Regions from separate parts of the Mus musculus genome. Here all the other regions are linked to region 2. Evidence: chromatin contacts called from public HiChIP or PLAC-seq and promoter capture Hi-C data. All regions are on one chromosome and are shown on one strand. The core of a region is the stretch at or near the end of the contact, and the rest is flanking DNA. Distances in the headings are between cores, read along the strand shown. Region 1 has its middle 60 kb from the start of Trim2. Region 2 holds the start of Fhdc1 (FH2 domain containing 1). Region 3 holds the start of Trim2 (tripartite motif-containing 2). Region 4 has its middle 44 kb from the start of 4930565D16Rik.

What was found. HiChIP or PLAC-seq counts read pairs in DNA pulled down with a chosen protein or histone mark. Capture Hi-C pulls out chosen DNA fragments and counts their contacts.
Region 1: an H3K27ac HiChIP or PLAC-seq map of the NIH/3T3 cell line shows a contact between it and region 2, with 6 times the contacts expected there. The contact joins the enhancer-like site here to the promoter of Fhdc1 in region 2. A contact is called at or near these places in 12 of 39 promoter capture datasets (the 3T3-L1 cell line, 3T3-L1-derived adipocytes, HPC-7-derived erythroid cells and 7 more), 25 of 484 Hi-C or Micro-C datasets (3T3-L1-derived adipocytes, the C2C12 cell line, the G1E-ER4 cell line and 15 more), 12 of 115 datasets of contacts at active chromatin or transcription factors (CD8 T cells, the NIH/3T3 cell line, bone marrow-derived macrophages and 9 more) and 4 of 9 other capture datasets (adipose tissue, embryonic stem cells, liver and 1 more).
Region 3: a contact with region 2 is called in a promoter capture Hi-C map of liver. The contact joins the promoter of Trim2 here to the promoter of Fhdc1 in region 2. A contact is called at or near these places in 2 of 484 Hi-C or Micro-C datasets (Sertoli cells and embryonic stem cells), 3 of 115 datasets of contacts at active chromatin or transcription factors (embryonic stem cells, memory CD8 T cells and pancreatic cancer cells) and 3 of 9 other capture datasets (adipose tissue, liver and pancreatic islet).
Region 4: a contact with region 2 is called in an H3K4me3 HiChIP or PLAC-seq map of embryonic stem cells, with 32 read pairs. The contact joins the enhancer-like site here to the promoter of Fhdc1 in region 2. A contact is called at or near these places in 17 of 39 promoter capture datasets (HPC-7-derived erythroid cells, cranial neural crest, embryonic stem cells and 10 more), 1 of 15 datasets of contacts at CTCF or cohesin (embryonic stem cells), 82 of 484 Hi-C or Micro-C datasets (the AML12 cell line, B cells, the C2C12 cell line and 39 more), 31 of 115 datasets of contacts at active chromatin or transcription factors (the HPC-7 cell line, the NIH/3T3 cell line, VIP interneurons and 22 more) and 5 of 9 other capture datasets (adipose tissue, embryonic stem cells, liver and 2 more).

What each region holds. Positions count from the first base shown.
Region 1 is chr3:84,317,808-84,320,869 of GRCm38.p6, forward strand. No RefSeq gene overlaps it. Among named protein-coding and RNA genes, the nearest start is that of Trim2, 60 kb to the left of the region's middle. Within about 2 kb of position 1,309, at least 70 of the 459 cell types and tissues checked have an H3K27ac peak or open chromatin away from gene starts, as enhancers often do. A contact at or near this core is called in the C2C12 cell line, the G1E-ER4 cell line, the NIH/3T3 cell line and 7 more, where this site is marked.
Region 2 is chr3:84,477,724-84,481,062 of GRCm38.p6, forward strand. It overlaps Fhdc1 (FH2 domain containing 1), which reads right to left and starts at 1,768. Exons shown (of 12, transcript NM_001205355.1): 1 at 1,626-1,768.
Region 3 is chr3:84,257,592-84,261,068 of GRCm38.p6, forward strand. It overlaps Trim2 (tripartite motif-containing 2), which reads right to left and starts at 2,188. Exons shown (of 12, transcript NM_001271727.1): 1 at 1,734-2,188. Gm40078 (a long non-coding RNA gene) reads left to right here. Exons shown (of 3, transcript XR_867391.3): 3 at 1-633.
Region 4 is chr3:84,334,254-84,337,673 of GRCm38.p6, forward strand. No RefSeq gene overlaps it. Among named protein-coding and RNA genes, the nearest start is that of 4930565D16Rik, 44 kb to the right of the region's middle. Within about 2 kb of position 1,343, at least 53 of the 459 cell types and tissues checked have an H3K27ac peak or open chromatin away from gene starts, as enhancers often do. A contact at or near this core is called in B cells, bone marrow-derived macrophages, differentiating embryonic stem cells and 8 more, where this site is marked.

The sequences.
Region 1 (3,062 bases), core at 59-2,558, 160 kb before region 2:
GCTAGAGCCTGGAAAAATGGCTCAGCAGTTAAGCACTCGTTGCTCTTACAGAGGATACAGGTTCAGTTTCCTGCACGCACATGATAGTTCAAAACCACCAGTAGCTCTAGTTGCAGGGGATCTGATGCCCTCTTCCAGTTTCCTCAGGCACATGCCTAAGATTAGGGAAGAAACCAAAAACACCCCCAAATCTCTTGATAATTAGAGGGACGCCAACAATTAGTCCCAAATTTTTGGAGTCTAAAATGTAAATCCATTCCATTAAATTTCTGCGTGTGCTCTGGGCATGTCTAGCCAGTGACCATGGAGCCCCCAAGGATGTTTATTCATTGTGTTCAAGCTAGTGCTACTGACTCTGGCAACAAAGAGTTGGATCTGACAGGGGTTACCATGCGATTGCTTGGATCGGAGGCTCAGGGGAGTCAGGGTGGGCATTGGGGTCCCTACCTGAAGAACAATTATTCCAAAACCTGCCAGGAGAACCTGGGTCCTGGTGATGCCCCAGAGATTATGAACCCAGCTTTCTCTAACAAGCTCTCAAGTCCTGGCCCCAGATCAGCAAATAAGAAGAGAAAAAAGGAGTTACTTTTCTCCACAGTGGTTGTGTGCTCCTTAACTTTTATGGTTCTTATTGATTTGGAGGCAAAGCTCTGACTGGACCTTGTTATGTAAATCAGCCTGGTCTTACCAAGATATGTCTGCTTCTGCCTCCAGAGTGCTGAAATTAAAGGCGTGCTCAGGACTATGTCCCTTTGTGAAGACACACTAGGACTCAGGTGCATTAGCCCTACTGGCTAAACAAAAAGGCCTATTCATTAGGACCCTACAGCGCAGTAGTCAACAGGATGTGTGGACAGAGAGCTGTACTGTGGGGTAGACCAGCAAGCCTAAAATGTGTAGGGTGGGCTAGACGCTCTGACAAGATTCCTATCACCCAAGGGTATCCCCACCCTCAACCTTGGGTATCCATCAATCTCTTCTACTAAGGCCTTCTGTCTCACTGGATGAGGTCCATCCATTCATGGAGTAATCTGCTTCACTCACGGTCTCCCGGCTTCATGTTAATTAGGGGGTGGGAAGGCAGCTCAGTGACAGAGTACATGCTTAGCATGGATGGGGCCCTGGATTCAGTCCCCAGCACAGAGAGAAAAGAGACGAAAAGAAAAGTGAATCATAGCTAAAAGTTCCCTTCAGGGCAATAACTAGTCTGGCATTTGACCAAGCAACTGGGCACCATGTGTACACGACTTAGCCAAGGTGACACATAAAACTAACTGCCACACCCTGTGACTCTAACACCCATCAATGTCTGTGAAGGCCATGTGACGGGAGGGTGTTGATTTTAAGACTTAGCAAAACTGGACCTCCTAATCTCTGATTCACTTTCCATCTCTTCTAGAAGGTTCTCCCTGCCCGCCTGCTTTGAGTTATATGTAGCTGCTTTATGGACTCAGCACACACTGCCTGTCCAGTTAATGTTGACGCTCTCCATCTATCTTCCATCCTTGCAACCAGAACCTCCTCTTTATTGCACCTACTGCACACAATAGGTACTCAAAAGTTACTTCTTTCAACGGTGAAGTTCATAGTTTGGAATTTTCTCTGAGCCTCCACATCATTGAACAGAGAAATTCAAACTGCCTGGAATTCAAACTGCTGGAAGGCCTTGGAGCCAAAATGCCAAGACAGACTGGCATCCAAGATGGTAGATGACTAGGCTGTCTGTAGTCAACTCTGTCCTCATTAAAACACAAATGGTTTCCCAGTGATGAATTCCACTTGGCTGAGTACCCTGCTGATAAACGCACATGTTTTCTCACCCACCACCAGATAGCAACCCTGAGTCACTTCCTCAAGAATGGGAGTTCACAGGAAGGATCTAGGGTGGAAGGCTCCTGGCTGATGCCCTGGGCTTGTTGATCCCCATTCCTTCATTCTAGAAGCATTTGTTGGGTGCTGACTCTGTGCTGGGTGTGCTCCAAGCACTCAAGGAATGCACAGCCTGCGGGCTCCAGGTTTCACTGGTATCTTCATGGAGGGATGCCAGCTTTCACTTCATAGTTTGCTATAAAGAAGACTCCCGGGTCAAAACCACCATGCCTCTCCACAACCCAGCCTTTAAACCTGCAGGGTTAAAGCTTCTAGTGTTGTGAGGCTCTAGGCTACTTCAAAGTTGGGATCATTCCTTTTCTAGGAGAATATGATGTGTCAGAGTGGCCCAGATGAAGCAACAAATTAGAAAAGAGTAAACACAGTGGAAAAACCCTCCCCACTTTCCCTGGTCAACAACCCCTGGGTGAACTCAGAAAGCCAAAGGAAATGGAAAATGAAGTCTTCTGTAAGTTTGATAAAATTAGCCTAATGTAAAAATTTAGACCATAAACTAAAATATCTACAGAATGATTGAAAAAAAAATACTGTAGACGGCCAATGTAAAACTAATCAATGTTTTCTATGTCTAGAAGCTATCAATCTATCAAGACATTTGTGAGCTCGCCCCTTTTTGATGTGGCCAAAGGGTATTGGCAGTCAGTGTTCTTGGTGTTAGATGTGTTCCGTATAGAGGCATGAGGACACATACCAGAAGGATCCTGTCTTGGGGTTAGAGAAAAGGCTCGGCAGTTGAGAGCACGGGCTGCTCTTCCAGAGGTCCTGAGTTCAATTCCCAGCAACCACGAGGTGCTTTACAACCATCTCCAAGGGCATCTGATGCCCTCTTCTGGCATGCGATGTATGTGCAGCAGAGCATTCATCCATTAAATAATAAATAAGTAAATATTAAAAAAAGAAAAAAGAAATCCCTTTCTCTAGGTGGCTGTGTTCACGCCTACCTGAGGCTCTGGAGAACACAGGTTACAAGGCAAGTCCAGTAAGCATGCTAAAAGGGAGAAACTAGAGGATAAATAGAGGTTGGTTGAAGAACCTAAGTTATGTTTGGATCTGAAACATCTCCCAGTGTTCATGATTTGTATACTTGCCCCCCACCAAGCTGGCAGCACTGTGTAGGGAGGCTGTGGAACTGGGCCTACCTCACAGAGGTGCTCACTAAGGGCAGGACTTGT
Region 2 (3,339 bases), core at 518-3,017:
TACCAGATAAGAGCTAGCAGAAGTTAAGAAGAGACACACATGAACTTGCATTGATATGATTCTATGACTCTTGCCCAGCCTGAGAGAAGAAAGTCACTTTAAGGAGTTAAAGGAACAAAGGGGGATGTAGCTTTCTGTCCCTGGTCCCTTTCTCTGGCAACCCCCTCCCATAATTGTTAAAGATCCTAGCTCTACCTAGAGAGTTGGCTCACCAGCAAGAGCTTTTGTTCCTGTTGCATCCTTACTACTAACACTAGGCAGGGTTACCAACGTTAAAGAGGTGGTAAGAAAAGAAGGGCACAGATGGCATCCCATCTCTTTACAGTCACACGTGGTATTAAAGTTGAGGACTCGGAAAAAAAAATAATTCTACCATACTTTCCATAATAGAGATGACTCCACACAATCTCAAAGACACCGAGAGAAATGCAGGTGATGCAAACACCCCGACACATGACATGGTCCCCTGCCTCTCACAGTTGGCAGTTGGCAGCAGAGACAATGGAATCAGCCCCGATTCTGTCTGGGAACCTTCAACTATCCCATCAATCTCCCTAAGACAAACACAGGCAGGCTTGTATTTAACGTCTCCCCTACAGCGAGGAGGCCGTTAAATGCAGAGCTGTCACCAATAGGCTTTCTGATGACAGAACCCATCTTCAAGTCTGCTGAGTGATAACCACCACCGGTCATCAGAGGTGGGGTTACTGTCCCTCCCGCTGGGGATGCTGCTCTGCTGCTCAGCTCAGCATCTTTTAACTCCAATTTCAGTGAGGGATGCTATGATCAAGAACTTAACCTTCAGCGTATGATCAGCCAGCACACAGGGTTAGAATAAGACCATTCCTAAGGGTTCCTGGAAGAGCTGTGTGGCCCCTAGCTCTAACCAGAGCTTTCTCAAAGGAGGGTCTGCACGCTCTGTTCAACAGTAATAAAAAGTGACACAGAGCCAGATGGCTTTCCTCTTGCCTCTTGACATGTGTCACAGATGAGCCTGAGCTGGGAGTGCAGCCCGTCCACCTGAGGAACTGAGGAAGAGGCTAAGCTACATACACAGTATTCTTAGTTGGGAAAAGAGAGAGAGGGCTGGGGGAAGTTCCCGCCTTTCGTTAATACTATTCTCTTCTCTCTACTCACTCCTTAAGGAACATCTCTCCACCTCGACCTGTCTTTTCAAACCCTTTCTTGATCAAGAAATACAGTCAGTTTGCGAGCAGCAGTCTTACCTGGCCCTTCAGCCGGCCTAGAGTACCCACGACGGCAGGTTTAATCTGTCACGTCACATAAACAAACATTCACAGCTGCCTGTTTCTGATAGCACATTTCCAGTCTCTTCTCCCCTAGTTCCCAAACCAGGAAGAATAGGCCCAGGAGAGCCGAAGGATGCTCTCGGAGAGACAGAAGCTCCAGGAAGACAACGGGGACTAAAGAGGGTGCTCGCAGGGTGTCCAACTCAAAGTAGAATTTCTTTAAACACTAGCTCCAGGTCTTTATGAAACTCGCCCGGAACAGGGGAGGGAGGGAGCACCCAGAAAGATTTCTTTCCAGTCAGGATGGACGAAGTCCCAAGTCTTGCCCACTACCTCTTTCGGTCTCTAGCCCCTCGCTTTGGCGAATCCACTCACCAAAAGGCCCTTGGCTCCGCCGGCTCCCGAGGCGCTTAGCCCAAGCCCCCCGAGGCTACCAGCGTCCCGCAGCTGCGCAGCCCAGGATCCCGGGACAGCAGACGAGCTTCGAATGGGCGGTCCCCGCACTAGCTCAGAGGCCGCCTTATCTGGGCCGGGAAGGCGCGCGTCCGCGGCGAAGAGACGCCCACACGCGCCACGCAGGATCCCTAGCAGGGACAGTAGGGACAACCCTCCCGGGAAAGGATGGACTCTCAGCTTCCATGAGTGCCCCGCACTCTCCAGTCTCGGACCATCTCAGAGGCCATGGAGGCCAGCCGCGAAACCCCTGGGGCTTCTTCTGTGCCTATCCGACCGGGGGTGGCTCGTCCTGTCCAAGCTTCCCCGCCCAAACCGGGGTCCCAGCTCTCTATGGAGCTCGTGGTTCACGGAACAGTGGCCGCCAGCCGCTTGGACCACCGCTGCGGCGATACCGTGTAGTCCCCAGCGTGGGCTCCTGGGAGAAGGGCTCTCGGCCGCACTGCGGTTTTGCACCGAGAGAGGGGGAATGAACCCGCGACAGAAACGCAAAAAGGAGTCTCTGGGGCTGGGGAACCGTCACGCTCGGGGACCATGGGTGACTGCCAACCCGCCACTCCACAAGCGCCGACGCCACTTCGGAGGTGAACTTCCAGGGAGGTGTGCAGTCATTGGAAGTCTACCCCCACATCACTATAGCAGGAGCGAGTCCTCGCTAAAAGGGACTTCTGTGACCTGCGCGACCCGCATAAGTGCCACGAAAGCTAATCAAACCTCCGAGGTCCCACCCGCGGACAGCGCTACACCGAGCTCAGGGTCCGATGCCGAGCCAGTCGGGCGCATATGCGCCTCGGGGCACAGGGCCTGCGCTCCAGGATCAGGTCCCCGGAATCCGGAACAGAGCTCGCGCTTCACCGCATCCTCCCCGCGCCGCTGCTCAGCCCAGCATCCCGAACCCAGCCTGGCAGCCCGGGCCCTAGCTCCCGTCGTCCCGCACTCACCGCGCCCCCGCTCCCGGCGCCCGCGCAGCCTCCGCCCGCTGTCCCGGCGCCGCCGTCTCTCCGCAGGACTGCAGGCCGGGGACGGTGAGGGGGCAGGGCGGTGCGGAGGGGCGGGGCCGCTGCAGGTAACAATGCTGCCTACCCGGCTGCTCCTCCAGCCGGCCGCAAAGGACAGCACGCCCTTTCCTGCTCTGCTGCTTCCCTCGCTCCCCCTTCAACCCGAACAGCACCGCCACTGAGCTCGCCCTCGCCAGCTCCGGGCTCCCGAGACTCGAAAGCCGCCGCCCAGCACGCTGCTCCTGGCACCTGAAGACCAGCTCGGGGCTGGGCGGGCAACCACAGAGGACGATGGAAATTGCTGCAGGGAAAAGATGAGCCTTGGTGTCCTAATGGAGCGAAGTGGGAGGCGCCACGGTCGCTACTGAGCAGGTCACCGCCTTCCACAAAAGGAACCTCTGCGGCAGTCTCCTGGACACCCTATCCCGCGCACACGCAAGAACACCCCACGCACATTCGTAGGCACGCATGCACCTTTATATCACACACACACATTCACACACCTCCGCTCCACTCCACAGCTTCTCTTTGGAGCTTAGCGCTTCTCAGGAGGTCCAGAGCGGTGTAGAGGTCTGATCCCCTGTGGAGCACGTCTCTTCTCCCACTTGTTTTCCCACCCTTTCTTTCCCCTTCCCTCC
Region 3 (3,477 bases), core at 938-3,437, 220 kb before region 2:
GACTCTAAACAAACCACTCTTGAACTGCATGGTAACTATTAGTTCTTCCTGAAGAGTCAATAGACTAAAGAAAAGGCCAGAGCATTCCATGTTAATGGCCATACTTTCAAACCCATTTATTTATATTTAGTGTCCTATGAGAAGTTCTCTCTACCTGTATTTCAGTATAAAATAGAAACTACAATCTCACCAAATAATAATCCACACAAGCCACCAGTAACGGGATGATATAAGAATAATTAAAGGTATGGATGCCATGTTTGTTTTTTTTGACACAGTACAATTTATATACATGGAGAGTTTTCTAGGAAAATAAAGGTAAGGTTTGAGTAAACGTTCTCAGAAGATACTGACAGGGCACATTTTCACTGAAACAAACATTGATAATGACAGTTGATGGCCCCATGTATGCCGCAATCCAAAATGAGGTCATGGTAACTGAGTGAAATAGAATTCTGCAAATGAGGGAGGGAAGAAAGGGGAGACCGTATTTACCCAAGGGAGAAGGGAGGCAGGGCCTGCTTCTCTTTAATTGATCTTTAATCATTATATGAGCCTATGTTTGAACAGGACGGGAATGTAGTGCATATCATAAAAAGTCTATAAAATGCTTTCTGTCTTGGTTCAAGGCCGTGGTGGGCCAAGTGCTCTGAATCACTCCTGCTCTTCTGTTGCTTGGAGTTGAAGCGCCCATGCTGGCTCTGTTAAGGGTGAAATGGAGTGGAAATCTGAAACTGGAGGTCATATAAAATCCAGCACAGTAACTCCCGCCCCCAGGAAGGAATCTGGAAGTACTTGTTATGCTGTACTGAGCTTATAACTATATTTCAAGAATACAGATGTGAAGGTTAAGCTCCATCTTAGAAGGAAAAACAAACCAACCAACCCTGAGCGGGCGCGGGGGGGGGGGCGGGCATAGATATGCAAACTGTCACAAGAACAACCTCTCATGTATATCCTAGCGTGTAGCCTAATCTTTAGACTCTCAGAACTTCAAATGCTGTTAAATGTACTATCTAAAAAGCATTTGAGAGGTGGGGCCGTAACTTATCAGTTCAGCCGAGCATTAATTCCCCAGAACCTCAAAATAAATAAATACGTGTCCCGTTCCCCCTCCCCCCCACACACACACTAGAATTAAAAAGTATTTGAATCTAACGCTATCTGTGCCCTAATTCGATTAAGGAGTTGCAGAAAATAAGTCAGTTGCTCCCTGGAATCGATTAGATTACAAATGGGGAAATGTCTGGGGTTCGCGGAATGCTTTGCATCTGACAAGCATTTTTGGGACAAGCTTCCTCCCCACCCCCAATCCTTTACATCTTGACAGCAGCATGCAGATTTTTCAGCATCAATCAAAAAGCCCAGAAAGGCAACATCTCCACCTTTTAATAAACCAGACGTGCAGCGTGAGCTTGGCCAGAGGGTAAGCGTGAAAACTAATAGACAGGAATCTAGCTGAGTAGTTCCTTCAAAGAGAAAGAACATTTTTTTGTTTGTTTATTTTTGGAAGAAAAAGAAATGGGGTTGGGGGTGGGGGTGGGAAGAGGACACCTTTCCAAGCTTTAAGATTATAGAGTCGCTTTCTACTCCAGGGTCAAATGACTTTGCAAGCGTTCCTTGCAGGTCAGGGTCTGCAGAGGGTCCGTGAGATTCCGGGAACAGTGCTGGCGGGCTGACAGCTCCGAAAAACCGCCCGCGCCCCTCACGCCCCCACCCCCAGGGACACTTACCGCGACCCTCGCGGCTGCTGCTCGCACCCGGATCTCTGGCGGCCGCGGACCCCGGTATCCCGGCTCCCGCCGCACGCGGCCTCACGGTCACACGGCTCGCTCGCGGGACACGATCTGAGCGGCGGGCTCGGCAGAGAGGACGGACGCGAGGAGCGGAGCTGGCCTCGCGGGCCGCGCCGGGGCCTTCCCTCCGTGTCGTCTGTACCAAACAGCTCCTCTCTGGGTCACTTCCATTCTGTGCTCAGTCCCAGAGCGGCGAGACATCTGCTTTCCATAAGCCTCGCGCAGAGGCAAATCCTGGATTAGATGCCAGAGCCCACGGTACAGCTGATCCGCGCACAAAGAGCCGCGGACAAACACGCAAGTTGGTGCCCGGTTCCAGAACGATTCGGATGACTCAGGCGGCCGCAGCCGGGATGCGCCAATCCGCGGCTGGCTGGGTTTTCAGGTCTACTGCGGAAAACTCTCTCTCTCTCACACACACACACCCGCCCGCCCACCCCACGAAAGCACGCTCTGTCCCTGCAGGGGAAGTGACTTCAGCTGTACCGGGCTGAGCGAGCTCGACGCAGCCTGCCTCCACCGCCGGGCGTTCGGTATTGAAAGCACACACTGCTGACCGTGACAAGGGGAAAAGCTTTGCTTTAATTCCAATTCACGAGTCAGTTATGATACAGTCAGCGCTGAAAAGGATGAGGAAGTGCTGTCTTTGCAAATTGATTTTTCATTCTCCCAAACAGCTGGGCAAAATTGCTGTTTCTCCGCCCCCCCCCCCCCCCCCCCCGTCCCTTCCTCACTTTGGAGTGCCTTTGACAGCGTGAAGTCGCTACTTCCTCTCAAGTGCTCTACTGTGTTGGGCTGGTTATGCTAGGGAGACTTACCAGTTCCCAACCCTGAAAAATTACAGTCAAAGAAACATAGGGTGGGGTTGGGGAGAGCACAGATGGGGCTTTTCAATCAGTCTAGAATCCAAAGACAGCTCCCCACCTCCAACCCCCACCTGCCGCCACCTCCCGGACAAGCCTTTTAAATTTTGGGCTTCTGCAGGCTCTAGAACAAAGAGGCTGGGCACTAGCTGATCCTGAATGTGGCTTTAGGGGCAGAGCAGGAGCAATGAAGACAGATAGATGCTCTATGGTGGATGGCAAAGAAGTTAGGTCACCGTGCTTGTCGTCCTAGGTAAACTGGGACCTTGGCATCTGACTAGAAACTAAAGGGACCCTCTGAGAGATTTGGAGCTGGCAAGTGATGTAATAAGATTTCCACCGCAGAAAGATAATTTCACAAGGCTACTCCAACCTAGAAAGGGGGTGGAGGTGAGTTTGAAATGAAGGGGAAAGACTCCAAAGACAGCAAGAGAGAGACTAAAATAAAATGCCCATTACAGGGGTGGGGCAAAGGTATCCTACAGAGGTCATAGCCTCCTGTCTGCCTCCTGTGGCAGGACAAGTAGAAGAAAATGAGAGAGGACCCAGAGAAGCCAGGAGTTGGGTTCAGAACGAGGTCACAGAATACAAATCAGCCACACAGATTTCTAAAGTATTTGGGACCTTCTGGCTAAGCAAGACAGGTTGGGCAGGTGTGTGGTTAGACAGCGAAGGTAAATACAGAGTAGAGAAAAACGGTTTGTATTGGTGTGTTGCATCTGTCAAAACAAAGTACCTGGAAGTGAGGAGATTAAATAACAGAAATAAATTGCCTCACAGCCTGGGAGCCTGCAGCCAGTGTGATGGGAGGAGCTTAC
Region 4 (3,420 bases), core at 93-2,592, 140 kb before region 2:
GGGCCCAGCTCCAGCTCCCCAGCTCCTGCTGGCCTTGAACGCAGATGCTCCTCAGGCCGCACACTGGCCAGACCAGTCTGCCTGCCACTGCTCCACTGCACGCTGCCACGGTGCCCCAGCTTCTCCCGAGCCTCATATGGCTGGCTGTCTCTCTCACATCCTCCCTAGTGAGGATTTTGGTGACAGGGAGGGGCAGACAAGGTGATGAATTGGACCCTTTTGACGTGTCCTTGGGAATTTGCATTTAGGTTAAATTTAGGGTACAGATGTTATTCTCCAAATTCACTTTCAAGACACTTACACAGGATTTCCATGTCCCCTCTGTCCCCTCTTAGAGAAACCAATGAGTTTGTTGAATGGGTCAGTACCCAGCCCAAGTATATATAAGTCTCCAGAAAATTCTTGCGGGATTCATAGGACACAGTTGTAACTGATTTTTATCCCATGTCTACAGTTCAGCATCTCCCTTACGGCAAGGCCAAGGTTACGGACTCGCAGAAACCCCTCCACAAACATCCCTGCTCTCCCTGCTCTATGGCCCAGGGATCCTCCACAGTCGCTGCTGAGCTCTGCACCATGAAGGAGGTAACCGGTCTCCAGGGCTTCATGAAATGTACGTGCGGGCACAGTGCGCTCATCATTCATGCGTGTCGCCCAAAAGGTGGTGGCCCGCAACTGAAGCCTTTCCGAGACAAGTCCGGCGTGACTGGTTTTCTGTAACCTAGGCTCCTCCCAACGATCATAACTCCATGCTCAGTTGCCACAAGTCATCCACTTTCCCATCCGTTCTAGATCTCGCTAGAAATTTACATCGCACTCAGCGCCCTCTAGTTTATTAAGCGAATTTCCCCCCTCTTTTGAAAATTAAAACAAAGTGCCCCGCCCCAATAAAAAGCTGATCCAGGAAAAGCGTCTAGTATATACAGGAGTCCTTAAAATCAGTAAACATGGCAACAACCCAATAGGAAAAGAAAAAAAACTTGACAAAGACATAATTAATGGATTCAGAAAAGAGGATCCCTGAAAACCCCCTAGTGAGATGTCTCATTTGGAAGCAGTGACATGCAAATTTAAATCACGGTGGTGGTGGTGGGGGGGGGGGGGGTTCTCACTGTGTAGATTAGGAGACACTTGGATTCTAAGCCCTGTGAGGCTGTGGGGGAGAGCAACTTTCACATCCTGCTATACAGGCAGAGCTGCGATCTGGTTGACCCACAGGTTAAAGCTGTAAAGCTGCACTAGGCTGGAAATGGCAAATCCACCCTCAGTGAGCCGTGGGTGTGAGTGCATACCCCTGTGTAAAGACAGGGCAAACGACACAAACGCTCTCCAGCAAAGAAGGTGAACAAGTCGCAATCCGCTCGTACTGTTTTGCAATGAAAATAAATGGCCAGGAGAGAGGTTTCTAAATCCTGGTGTTACACTGTTGGCTAATATCCATCTCATCAGAACTGCAGTTGTTTTAGAATTTAGGACTAAATCTACATTTATTTGTTTATTTGTTTGTTCATTTATTTATTTATCTATTTTCGGTTTTTGTTTTTTACATCTCCTGTAGTAGTTAGTCCAGGCTGGCCTCCAACACACACACACACACACACACACACACACACACACACACCCTCTGTAGAGCAGGGGGGCTCAGGAAGCCAAGTCCATCTCTCCTGGAAAGGCTGGGGTCTTTAGGATCTTCAAGGAGGTCCTCCTCCTCTAGATTAGGGTTGGTCCTTTAGAACAAAAGCAGGGGAGATGAACCATCCACAGCTTTTGTAAACAAGTCCACAGGCAGGGGGCTGGAGAGGAGAGCCCACCAGTCCTTTGTTTTAAGCCTTCAGGCTTTTTTGTCTCAGGTCAGGAGCATGAGGAAGAAGCCAGCCATCTTGGAAGTTCACCACCTTTATTTCCTAGTCATGGCCCTTCTTCTTATCTGTCTACCTATCAGGAAACATAACTTCTAGTCCCTCAGGGAGACAGTGAACTTCCTATCCTCCTGCCTCTGCCTCCCGAGTTCTGGGATTACAAGCATGCACTGTGAAAAAGCCCAGTTTGTGCAATGCTGGAAGACTGACCCAAGGGCTCTGTGAGTCTAGGAAAGCGCTCTACCAGCTGAGCCGCATCTCCAGCCCTGGTCATTTCCCTTAGGCTGTGAGATGGTAATACACGTGTAAGCACTCCATATATTCCTTGAACTGGAACTTTGCAGATCTGTGGGCCTTCTTGATTAGATATTATGCTCCAATAATACGGCCAGGGTGTGAGAAGCTCAGCAGTCCAATGCTTGCCAAGCTTGCTTGCACAAGGCCCCGGGCTCCACCCCTTGCGCTAAGGAACTGGAAAGATGACTGGAAGGCAGGGGCTGAGTACCTAGCGCACAGTGCCAGCTTGTCCTCCGGAAGCGGAGGCCAGGGCCGATCGTTTGTGCTCTCGAGTTAGGAAGCATTCTGAGCAATAAAAAGAGACTCCCTCATCTCAAAAAAAGCAAGAACAAAACATTCCACAGCTACAAAAAAAATAAAATAAAATAAAATAAAATAAAATAAATGCACATGATCCTTGTGCGTCAGCAGAGAGCACTTTCTCAGTCTCGGAGACACAAGGTTAAGAAGACAGCAGCAGATGTTTCTGAGGGTCACATAGCATCGTGCCGTTTACATAAAGTTTTAGAGGTCACCATCTGTATGACATGGTACTTATGGATCCTGTGGATGTGAATATATATGTCTGTGCGGGTAAGGAGGAAATGCAGAGGGAAGCAGATCATACTTGGGGGCCTCTGCTTAGTAAGGCAGGTAGGCAGTATGCCACTAAACCATTGTCTATGGTCTCTATGCAGTAACATATATAAACACACACAAACATATACATACATTGTTTGTTTGGTTTTGGTTTTTTTGTTTTGTTTTGTTTTGTTTTGTTTTTTTTTTTTGAGACAAAGTTTCATTGTCTAGCCCTGGTTGTCCAGGCTGGCCTTGAACTCACAGAGATCTGCCTGCCTCTGCCTCTCCGGTATTGAAACTAAAGGCATGAGCCATCACTGTCCGGCTTGTACTAACATATTTTAGTATAATTTTGTTTGTTTGTTTGTTTGTTTAAAAAAATCAGGACATGTTACATCTCTTTGCATCCTTCTGGTTCCTCTTTCTCCAGGACTCTCACCGGTAACCTTCAAAGCAGAGAGTCCTGTTTTTCTCAGACTTGGTGCTAAGGAGCATACATAACATCTGGGGTCCCATTTCCTGAACATAAACTCCAGCTTTGCCATTGGCTGTGTGACCTGGGCAAGTGACTCAATCTCTCTGTGTTTCAGTTCACCCGTATGTAAGGTGAGGGTTCTATAGCAAGACTGAGCTAAGGAAGTGGCTGCTGAGGTCCATGACGTGTTGCTGCCAGAACCAGTCCGTGTGACGACCTTCCAGAGCA